2 separate regions of the Rattus norvegicus genome follow, and region 1 is linked to region 2. A link is a contact called in public Hi-C data. All regions are on one chromosome and are shown on one strand. The core of a region is the stretch at or near the end of the contact, and the rest is flanking DNA. Distances in the headings are between cores, read along the strand shown.

Region 1 (5,267 bases), core at 1,733-4,232, 240 kb before region 2:
AGATATATCTCATAAATAGTTCTTCACTTGGTTGAGACAGGAAGGAAACTACACTGAGACTCTAGGTATGTTCCAATCATTCATGGGGCCACAGTTGCAGTTCCATTGATAGAGTGCTTGCCTGCATGTCTGAAATCCTAGGTTTAACCCCCAGTAGCACGTTTAAAAAACAAAACAAGGGCTGGAGAGATGGCTCAGCAGTTAAAAGCACTGGCTGCTCTTCCAAAGGTTATGAGTTCAATTCCCAGCAACCACATGGTGGCTCACAACCATCTGCAATTGTATCTGATGCCCTCTGTTGGTGTGCCAAGGACAGTGTGGGGTTATTTACATGAAATAAATCTTTAAAAAAAAAATCAAAACAAAAGCCTAAAGGTATCATAAAAGACCATATGTGGTGGCACACCCCACATCATTCCAGCACTTGGAAAGGGAAGGTAGATACATCATAAGTTCTGGGTCACATAGCAGTCCAGGCCAGCCTGAGATACATAAATAACTCTTAATATCTATACAAAAGTAGGCAAAGTGATATCAGAGGCCCTCAGCTGAATTCAAAGATATGATACTGTTTTGGAAACAAGGTCTCACTATGTCCCCTGGGCTAGTTTTGAACCTTGATCTCCTCACCTCGGCTTCTCTGGATATCAGAATGATCGGTGAGTGCCATGAGGTCCAGCTTTCCGAGAAGTCCTTCTGATCTGACCTGATTGAAAGGATATGGGAATGGTGTGAGATCTAACATATAAAGATTGTTGAGTGTGCCCGGAGTGGGGGTTGGGGGTGAGGGCTCCATCATTTAGGATTGAAAAACTGAAAAATGGTATCTGCTCTGTGTAGACCATGCATGTTCCTGCCTTCATCCTTGGGTCTCTTGAGCAGAAGGTAGAACTATCATTTGCCACGTAGCTGGGAGGAGGCACAAGGAAGGGAAGGGATAGTCCTTGAGTGCATCTGTCCCAGTAGCTGGTCTCTAGGGTCTAAAATGCCCATGGCCTAACAGAAACATTCCGCTTCCTCCCCATGACCCATCAAACAAACATACGATGGTGGCAGGTGCCCAAGGCAGCCAGCCAAGCAGGGTTTCTTCCTGGCCACTGTGCCAACAAGAACGGAAGCCTAAGAATGTCTTTGGCGCTCTCCCCATCCTACTCTGAGCTGGCAGGCAGGAGGAAGGAGTCAGTAGCAGGTGGCTGGGATGGGGGCTTTGCTCTTCTGCTCTTTTGAGGGTGGGCTGCGCATGTAACCCATGAAGCAGTTCTTGTACCTCATCCTGGCAGATAAACAGTTTTAGTTTTGTTTGGCTTCCCTTAGATGAGAGCACACAGTGCCTTCGGTGTGGGACAGCATGTTTTTCTAGTGCGTTAAAAGAAGGTCTGCAAACTCATGATGCATTTGAGGTTGATTATCCAAGCACTTCAGTGGTGCCCAATGGTCTCAGCCATCACTCGAGGTGTTATAGGTAACCTGGTTACATTCAGCAGTGGCATCTATCCACCATGTGGACCTTCTTCCTGTGTAAAACCTATTTATGCTTTGCTGTCAGGTAGCACTGGACCTAAATGCTCATGTTGCTACTTTCGTAGCTGTCACTTCTGGTCACCCATTTAACATCTCTAAGCTAATGTTTTTCCTCCTTAAGTCTCAGGAGAGCGATTCCTCCACACCGAGTCCAATGAGAAAGAATAAGTTATGTGGGTGGAAAGCAGGTACCCCAAGTAATTCTGTTGCTCCATGCAGCATTCATGAACAGATGCCTGAAGCAGAGTGTGTGTACCCCTGAGCGATATGAGCAGGGAGACCCAATAAGTCAGTGGATCACAGAAGATTCAGAGATCCCCTCAGCTTAATACAGCAAATGAGAACCTAGCTTCTCAACACCTCCTTGCTCTTTTTCATGATCTCTATCCAGCAAATGACATCTCTACCAATATGGACTTGCAGGTTGGTGGGAAATTGCTGTAATGGAGATTACAGATACCCTAGACATAGTGGATGGGTGATATGCCAGACAGATTTACAGGGGGTCCATCATCTCTCTCTTATAGGACTTTAATAGACCAGGTAATTTGTGTGGTACTATCTGCCTCCTGGCCTTGTAAAGTTCAAGAGGTATCACTGATATCCCCGTTATATAGATCACTGAAACCATTCTAACAACCAAACCTCCATGGCATAAACACTAGGTTGATGTCCACACATCAAGGCAGTCAGGCAGACAGCTTGAATGGGCTTTTACTAGGCTTACTCAGAGCTGTAGTCTAGGCTGCTGTCAAATGAGATAGAGTACCCCAGCTGTACTGTGCTTCATTGATCACAATTTTAGAGTTGAGGGGGTCACTCTAGATCAGCCTGTTTTACGTGAGACAGAGGCATTGGAAGCTCTTTTTCAAAGTTCATCTGGCAAAATGTCTGCTAAGAGCTCAGTGAGCAAAGTTCGACCATGTGGTTGGGACCGGCAGAAGATAACAGGGAGAGATAATCATTGGCGCCATTCCTGCATCCACCTAGCTGAGCTGCTTTGCAAATAGACAAAGGAGAATAAAACTACTTTTAAAAAAGTAACAGAACTCAATTTCCAAGTTGGGATTTGAACCTAGATATGTTTTTGTTGTTGTTTTCTCCGTGTGACTTTTGTTTGGTTGGTTCTGGATTTGGTTGGTTTGTTTGCTGTCGTTGCTGTTTTGGGTATTCTGCTTTTGTCATTGCTGTTAGTTTGGGGTGCTACCGATGAAACCCCAAGACTTTGTGTGTACTAAACATACAACTTAGAATTGAAGTAAAAACTTCCGGTCCCGACCTCAGCTATTTGATCTGTATGGAGTACGTCTTGTGCTTGTTGCCATTACAGTGTGGTCACAGAGGAGAGGAAAACTAGAAACATGAACATGTTATCAAGCTAAGACTTTACGAGGGAACTGTTAGGTTTGGATGGCCCGAGTGTTGAGCAACTGTGGAAGTGCTCTCCCCTGGCTCGGGTTGAAAGCTAACACACCTTTCCATTGACAGCTCCGGTTGCCCATCCGGTCTGGAAGCAAATATCACCACACTAAGTAGCTGGAATGAGCCAAAAACACAACCTGAGAGAGTGGGGAGGAATTAAACAGCTCCAGAGGGAGGAATGCAACCTACCCTGTGTCTCCAAGCTCCATAAAGCCAGGGTAAAGTTCAAGCAAAGACTCTATGCTAATTGATCCATTTCCACCCACTTCCCGCCCCCAAATGTCCTGCTTTTCCCAGGGATAGAGACTGCACAGCACGTAGGAAACACTTCACACAGTCTGCGGTGCTGCCAAGCAGTGCTGAGAGAGAAGGGGCCAAGGCAAGAATCAGAGCTGACAGCCAGCGTCTGACTCAAAGGTTCTGGGCCAGTGCGCAGCAACTGACATATCAATAAGTTCCCCAGGTGACTCCAATACAGGTGTTTCTCAGGTCACACTGGGGAGCCAACAAAGAGGAAGGAATGCAGAAATCAAACCACTATTGCCCCACAAAGCTGAAGCCGGCCTCACAGCTATCAGGTGTTCATGTTCCCATGGGGGAAAGCAGAGACACGTGCGCACGACAGGACAGCAAAAAGGTCGGTAACGATAGTAACTATCAACCTATACGTAGTTCACACCAAACCATACGTCACTCTCTGGGCGCCCATATCCTCATCTGAACTGCACAGTGATTTTGAGGCAGGGAAGATATTTGTGCAGCATTTTTTAGGTGAGTACAGCAGAAAGAGAAAGAGAGAGCACGGGGAAGTCTCAGTATATGAAGGTCTGAATCTAAGACGTTGTGGGGTCCAGGCGCAGAGGCTCTAAGCCCAGGGCCCGGGTATTTTAGGGGAAGTGTTAAATCTGCATGGAACGTTATTATCTGCTGTGGAAAACTGGAGTTTACACTGTTGCACTCTTTGATTCTTTTGGAATTGTATTTTTAATTCTCATAATAACTGGGTACTTAAGGAATTCAGTATGGTTTTTCAGTGAATGTATATAGTATATAATAACCAAATAAAAGCAATTTACTCACCCCAAATATTTATGTTATAAGAACATTTCAAATCCCATCTTCCAGCTGTTTTGAAGTAAGCCTGCCTTTTTTTTAATTGTTGCCCATAGTTGCCATTTTAATTAACACAGACTGTTTGATAAGCCACTTGCAAATTCTGCTTTAGATTAATGCCACATTTGTGAGCCTGCTGTTTCCAGTTGTATTCTGAAAAAGTCAGTAAAGTCAATCTTTGCCCAATGTCATGGACAAACCCCTTTTCACTTTCTCCTCCTTTCTCACCCAGATTTCCTTAACCCTTTCTACCAAGTCACTCTCCAAGGACACTGTCATTAAGGAAGTGGCCCTGCTCCTCAGCGCCTCTTTCCCCAAATTCCCCACAAACCTCTTTTGGGAGATTAAGGGGCTTGCTCAGAGGCTGTTGTGAAGCCCAGCCCTGTGCTTGAATTTCAGCCTGTCTGCTGTGGCATTCCCGCACACTCGATACCTCACAGATGTGATTCATTCCCTTAGTGTCATAACTCTTGGGGATTCAAAGAAGAAGAAGAAAAAAAAAGTCAACAGCCAGCTGAAAACTGCTACAGCCATCTTTTCTTAAGGAAAAGGAACTTCCTGAGTAATTATTAAAATTGATGCTGGGGGGGTAGGGGGGTGGAGAGCTAGAGAATGGGAAATATGCTGCTTCCCAGCAGAGGGGGTGTCAGGGCCAAGGACATGACGTGCTCTCAAAGCACTATCCAGGGCAGGGAAAGGCTGGCCTGTCACTCTGTGTGCAGGGTTGCTGGGGCCACGCACTGGCTCCTGATCTGTAGATGTTCATTGTGGACGTGGCTTCTGAGAACAGGATTGGGCCTCCATCCAGCAGCCTCAGGACAGACTCTGGCAAGACGCCTTAGGATGTAATATGGAAAGATATTTTCCCCTCCCGACTTCGTGTCTCCTCAGCGTGGCAAAATAGAAAGAAAATGGACTGTGCTGTTGCAAAGGAAGATGAAAACTCACACATGGAAAACCCACAGACAAAGTTTTAAATTGCAAAGGAAATATGCTCATTTGCAGTGCAGGCCTGTGGAAGGATCTCAAGGTAGACTCTGCTTCTGTCTTCTGGTGCTGAGATAGGAGGTCTCGGAGCGGCGATCAGAAGGCAGAACATCCTATAGAACATGCTGACAGCATATTGAGGTGGGGACTTCTCAGGGCTCAGTGGGATTTACTGAGAATTCGTGGCTTACATTGGTTCACTTAACGTATACACAGTTATGCTT
Region 2 (5,783 bases), core at 1,718-4,217:
CATCCAACCTCTGGCTTCCTACCCTGCTGGGGTTGGGGCGGCTTACCAGAGTCGCTGCTGGTGGTGGGCGGTGTCTCTTCATGCAGCACTAGGGGCTCAGGGGTGGCCCGTGGGGAGGACTCGGAGGACAGCAGCGAGTCCGAGGAAGAAGAGAAGGCCGTGGAATCGGACGAGGTACAGGATTTGGGCGAGCTGCTGTCGTTGAGCGGGTAGGGGAAGACCACTGAGGGGTCGATGCACTCGGACGCTGCGGCGGTGAGGTCCTGCAGGTACAGGCTGGAGGTGGAGCAGACGCTGTGCCCGCGGGCGGGGCTCAGGCTGGTGCTGTCTTTGCGCGCAGCCTGGTAAGAGGCCAGCTTCTCGGAGACCAGTTTGGCAGCGGCCGAGAAGCCGCTCCACATACAGTCCTGGATGATGATGTTCTTGATGAAGGTCTCATCGTCAGGATCGCAGATGAAGCTCTGATTCACCATGTCTCCTCCAAGTAGCTCGGTCATCATCTCCAGCTGATCGGCGGTGGAGAAGTTGCCACCGCCACCGTCATCGTCCTCCCTTGGGGAGAAGGACGTAGCGACCGCAACATAGGACGGAGAGCAGAGCCCGGAGCGGCGGCTGGGGGACAGGGGCGGGGTGGGCAGCAGCTCGAATTTCTTCCAGATATCCTCACTGGGTGCGGGCGGCTGCAGCTCGCTCTGCTGTTGCTGGTGATAGAAATTCTCTTCCTCGTCGCAGATGAAATAGGGCTGCACCGAGTCGTAGTCGAGGTCATAGTTCCTGTTAGCGAAGCTCACGTTGAGGGGCATCGTCGTGACTGTCTGTTGGAGGGGGCACAGCAAGGGAAGCAAGTCTAGAGTTACCCAGCTCTGGTTGATGCGGAAACCTGGCGCAGCGCGTACCCCAATCCTGAACCACTCCCCTTTCAGCCTGCTGTACTTCCAAGTGTGTGTGTGTGTGTGTGTGTGTGTGTGTGTGTGTGTGTGTGTGTGTGTGTGTGTGGTTGGGGGGAATGCACTCTTTTACTCCCTACTATCAGTGACGCTGGTCGGACTAGCAGCTGCTCCGAGTCCCCGCCTCCTTAGAGCAGGGACTTAGCACTGCAGACGCCCAGGAATCGCCATCGGCCTTGGCCTCCTTCAGAGGCTGAGGGAGGCGACTGTAGGGAATACAGTCTGCCAAAAGCCTAGGCGCAAAGTTTTGCGCCACCTGAAGGAGAAAGGCGAGAGGCGCCGCGGTGCTCGGCCCCCTCCGGTGCCGGCTCTTTGCGCCGCCGACCGGGTCCGGGTCCCTACTCGCGCCGTCGCCCGGCTCTTACCCAGCCGGCGCCGCCGCCCCTCTCCGCCCTCCTCTTTCTCCACCCCCAGCGCGCCCCCCTTCCTTCCTTTGCCGGCTTTTCTTTCCTATTGCTGACTTGGAGGGGAGAGCTCAGTCTCAGGCTCTAACAAGCCTCTCCAAAGGGGAGGGGGTGTCAAATAATAAGAGACACCTCCCTGCTACACTCTAAACCGCGACGCCACTGCGCCAGAGACCCCACAGCGATTCAGCACCCGGTGCAGGGCGTCTTCCCTCTCCCCGCCGAGGGTAGCAGCTGTTACCGAACAGCTCAGATCAAGACTCACCGCAGTCTCCCTAGCAATTCAGGGGCGCGGGGAATACCCGCGGATCCCAACCAGGAATGTGAGGATTCCCTCTGGTTTTCCCCAAGTCAACGAATCGGTCACATCCCTGCCCCAGTTTTGCCTCTCCTCAGTGCGCTAGTCCAACACCAAGTCCTAATACCGCGGAGGGTTAGGCTTAAATTTTACTATGATCACTATTTTTAAAGCCCAATGGCAACTTCTTAAAAGGATCAGGGACCGGTTGCAATCGCCGCCGGGGATTGGCGGGCGGGACGCACCCCCGAGTTGGTCTCAGGCTGTCAGAAATGCACCAAGCCGAAATTTAAATGCCCTCCCAAAGACTGGGAAGTCAGAGGCTACGGAGCCTTCTCGCTTTTTGCGGAGAACACGCAAAAGGTAATCCCTTTCCCAAAGACCTCAGGATACGAAGGGCTTCCTTTGGCCACCGCGAAGAGACCTCCGGCTTTGACACCCCCCCCCCCAAAGGACATAAATATCAATTAATGTAGCACAGCAAGAATGTCCAACCGGCCCGGGTCAGCGTCAGCCCACGGTAACCTCTGGAAGACAGTTTCAAAATGCACCCCGGTTTTTTCCTTCCCCTTTCCTGTCATCTTGACAAGTCGTTCTACCCCGACTCAGATCCACCTCAACTCCGCCCCGGCCTACCCCAACTACTCTGAGTAAAGTGTCAAAAGCACAGAAATTGAATAAAGACTGTTCTAACCGGTCGCTACACTCAGGACGTAGAGAAAACAGTAGAAGACCAACAGATCTGTGCTTACCGGGTTTTCCACCTCCCAAAGGAAATTCAGGCTTCAAATAACGCGAGGAGCTCTTTTCAGGGGAGCCGATCGCGGGCAGAGGCAGAGAACACTGTCCCCAAATAGACAAAAATTCCCTCCCCTGCGCCTGGGGAGTCCTGTCCTGGCTCGCAGATTGTAAGTTCCAGTGAGAAGTGTCTGCCCGTTGCAATGGGCAAAGTTTCCCAGAGGCGGCGAGGGTTGCGACCGCTGATGTTGGGTCAGCGGGAGGATTGGGTCGAGGAGGCAGCAAGCCTGGAGGCAAAGCCCTTCTCACTCCAGAGCTGCCTTCCTAGGAAGCCCGGAGTGGGGCTCTGCACACTGGGCTCTTCCAACCCGCCCGCTCACTCCCTCTGTCTCTCGCTGGAATTACTACAGCGAGTCAGAAAAAAAACGCCCGAAAAGCTTCTTTTATACTGCGACTCCGGATCCCTCCCCTCGCTTCTTTTTCCCGCCAAGCCTCGGCGAAGCCCTGCCCTTTTGGAGGCAGGAGGCGAGCGGAGTGGGCGCGGCGGAGGCGGCAGCGGAGAGCAGCGCAGCCCGGGGGTCCTTAGCCGTGCAGACCCCCGGATTATAAAGGGCGGGTGGGCGGGGATTAGCCAGAGAATCTCTTTCTCCCTCCCCTCCCGACCTCTATTTTTTTCCTCCTCTCGCTCCCCCGCCCTCTGCTTTGGGAACTCGGGAGGGGCACTAGTGGGGAGCCGGGGAAAGAGGAGGAGCCTCAGTCCCGCAGCCCAGTACTCCGACTCGGGGTGTAAACAGTAATAGCGCAGCATGAATTAACTGCGCGCCCGACCATTTTCTCCTGCTCGCGCGTCGGTCCTTTCCCTTTCTGTACAGTTGTTCGGGCGCAGCGCTCGGCTGAACTGTGTTCTTGTCCTGCGTGTATTAGTCACCGCAGGTGGAACAGCTGCCTCGCTCCACACAATACGCCGTGTACCCTGAGCCGCGTCACGCACGTCTCGGGCGGCCAGTCGTCTCTCTAAGGTCGGGGAAACAGAATTTAAAAAGGGAAGGACGAAAAAAAAAAAAAGAGTTATGTAGGAGCCCTTGCTCAGTGTGGAGTGATAGTTGAAGACCTACGACAGATGAGGTCTGAGCAGAAAAACGATGCCTGGAATCATTAAAATTGCTCAGCAACTCAATGCCACGTATACTTGGAGAGCCACTTAGGAATAAACAGCCACTGCATCTCTCGGGGAGGGCAGTGTGTATTTTGCGTTTGGGCGTACAGCTATGTTGACTGGGCACATTCTTTACAGAATGAATCCCCCAATTTGCTGCCAGAAAGGCCCTCCACTCCAACACCTCCCGTTCGGACCTTCCACCAGGCGGGGTGGGGTGGAGGCGGCTCCTTGCCCCGTAGGTCTTTCTGCGCGTTCCAGAGCTGGAGTAGAGTAGGACTGCGGCGGTGGGCGCGCTCTACCCGGATCCTCCCGGTCGAGTCTCTGCCAGTCTACACCCCATGCACCTCCACTCAGAGTTCCAGTTCCACAGCCAGTTTTCACTAAAGGCAAATCCTCTTTGCCCCTGTGGAGCCAGTTTGCACCAGACTCCGGCTTAGAGGTTGGGGGTGGGGGGGGGCGGGAATCAAGGCGCTAGACGCGAGAATATGCCATGGATTGGGGGTTGGGGGAAACCCGGACTTCCCAGAAAGGGGGAGGAGTAGAATTGCCAACCCAGATCTGGGGAGCCTGCGGAGACCCTAGAATAAAGGAAACCGTTAACCCCTTCCTCTCAGGACAAACCCCAAACTTTCCCCTTTTATTACTGGAATCGTAATTATGCACTTAAAAAAAGGTCGGCCCGGGTCAGATCAAAGTAACGTTGTGTCTTTGCCTTCGTATGTGTGTGTTAAACTAATTAAAAGCCGACTCTAATTTTTACACTAATTTCCCAATTTACTTTTTCCTCAATACCATGCCGTGCATTTTGTAGAGTCCCCAAAGGTATACACACTTAATATATACACGATAACCTAGTTTATTAACCAACGTGAAACATGAATCTTTTGCTCTGTGTTTTGGTTCTAGATTTATTATATAGTGCATATTTCCTCGGGATTTGCTTATCCTACGCATCAAAACCCAAAGCAGTCTCCTCATTCAGGACTCCTCGCCCCAAGGCATTTTAAGAAACCTCTCACTGCTACCCCCTAAAAAAAGAAGAGACTACAGTAGCGTGTAGCGTGTGTAAGGTGCGCATTGTTCAAAGTAGTCATTAGCCATTGAGTTTGCAATTTAGGATTCAGCTGTTGGATGATAGTATCTTCCTTCATCGAGCTCATTGCACAATTCAGCTTTAAGGATTGCAAAATGACTACAGCCTCTAGGATTTTGCCTCAAACGCCAAGAGCCACCAATCCCTAGGCTGCATTTTGCTGCAGAGACTCTTTCCCCGCCCCCTCCCCGGGTTGTGGCTCTCGGATTTGCGAAAGTAAAGTGTGCCCTCTACTGGCCACAGATCACAGCTTTGCGAAGCCAACGAGGGCGGAGGTCGGGTGGGGGCAGGGCATTTGCTTGCTGGGCTTCCAGGTTCTGGGAAGAAGCTTCGTTGCCTAAGATAAGCTTCCGGTCATCCTTTAAATGACTCTTTCAGACTGCCAAGGAGCTAAAGGAAGAGAAATTACTAGAGGAAAAAGTGGTTCCGAGGTGGCTATCCAGCTGCATAGACGGGGAGAAAATTAACCCATGGCTACTTTCAGACATTCACCCAAAAGAGAGCCCTAGTTGTGGATGGGAAAAGTGAATAATTCATGGGTATACATGTGAAAGAAGTAAAAAGCAGAGCAAGCTTTATCCCCCAGGTCCCACACCTCTGTCATCATGTTCTAAGCTGGAAGCTTGAAAGCAGAACACTGGATTTTATTGGGCAAGGGGAGTCAAAACGCAAGGCAGGGGTATTAATTTATCATCACCTTGTTTTATTATCATTATTTGCTATTGCTGTTTTTTTGAGAGATGGTCTCACTACTAATTTTTGCTTGCCTGAGACTCACGGTTTTATTTTATTAGTTTTGTGTTACTGTTTTTGTTTTTTGTTTTTTTTCCTCTTCCTCTTCTTTACAAAAGACCTTATGAATCCCAGGACACATCTCACCGCACCCAGGTTTATGCCCTGATAAGTGTGAATGGAATCCCGGGCGGGGGGCATGCCCTTCAGTAGCTACATTGAATCTTGAGACTCTGCACCTGGTTTCTACATTCTTTTTTTTTTTTTTTAAAGATTTATTTATTTATTATATGTAAGTACACTGTCGCTGTCTTCAGACACACCAGAAGAGGGCATCAGATCTCTTTACAGATGGTTGGGAGCCACCATGTGGTTGCTGGGAATTGAACTCATGACCTCTGGAAGAGCAGTC

What was found. Hi-C and Micro-C count contacts between places; a contact is called where the count stands out from the background.
Region 1: a Hi-C map of kidney shows a contact between it and region 2, with 5 times the contacts expected there. The contact joins the enhancer-like site here to the promoter of Myc in region 2. A contact is called at or near these places in 6 of 12 Hi-C or Micro-C datasets (Schwann cells, kidney, liver and 2 more) and 1 of 1 datasets of contacts at active chromatin or transcription factors (oligodendrocytes).

Annotation. Positions count from the first base shown.
Region 1 is chr7:95,720,551-95,725,817 of GRCr8, reverse strand. The region is part of intron 3 of Pvt1 (Pvt1 oncogene); the gene reads right to left. Among named protein-coding and RNA genes, the nearest start is that of Pvt1, 180 kb to the right of the region's middle. Within about 2 kb of position 2,982, at least 14 of the 93 cell types and tissues checked have an H3K27ac peak or open chromatin away from gene starts, as enhancers often do. A contact at or near this core is called in kidney and liver, where this site is marked.
Region 2 is chr7:95,480,289-95,486,071 of GRCr8, reverse strand. It overlaps Myc (MYC proto-oncogene, bHLH transcription factor), which reads right to left and starts at 2,967. Exons shown (of 3, transcript NM_012603.2): 1 at 2,402-2,967; 2 at 47-815. The coding sequence starts at 2,431.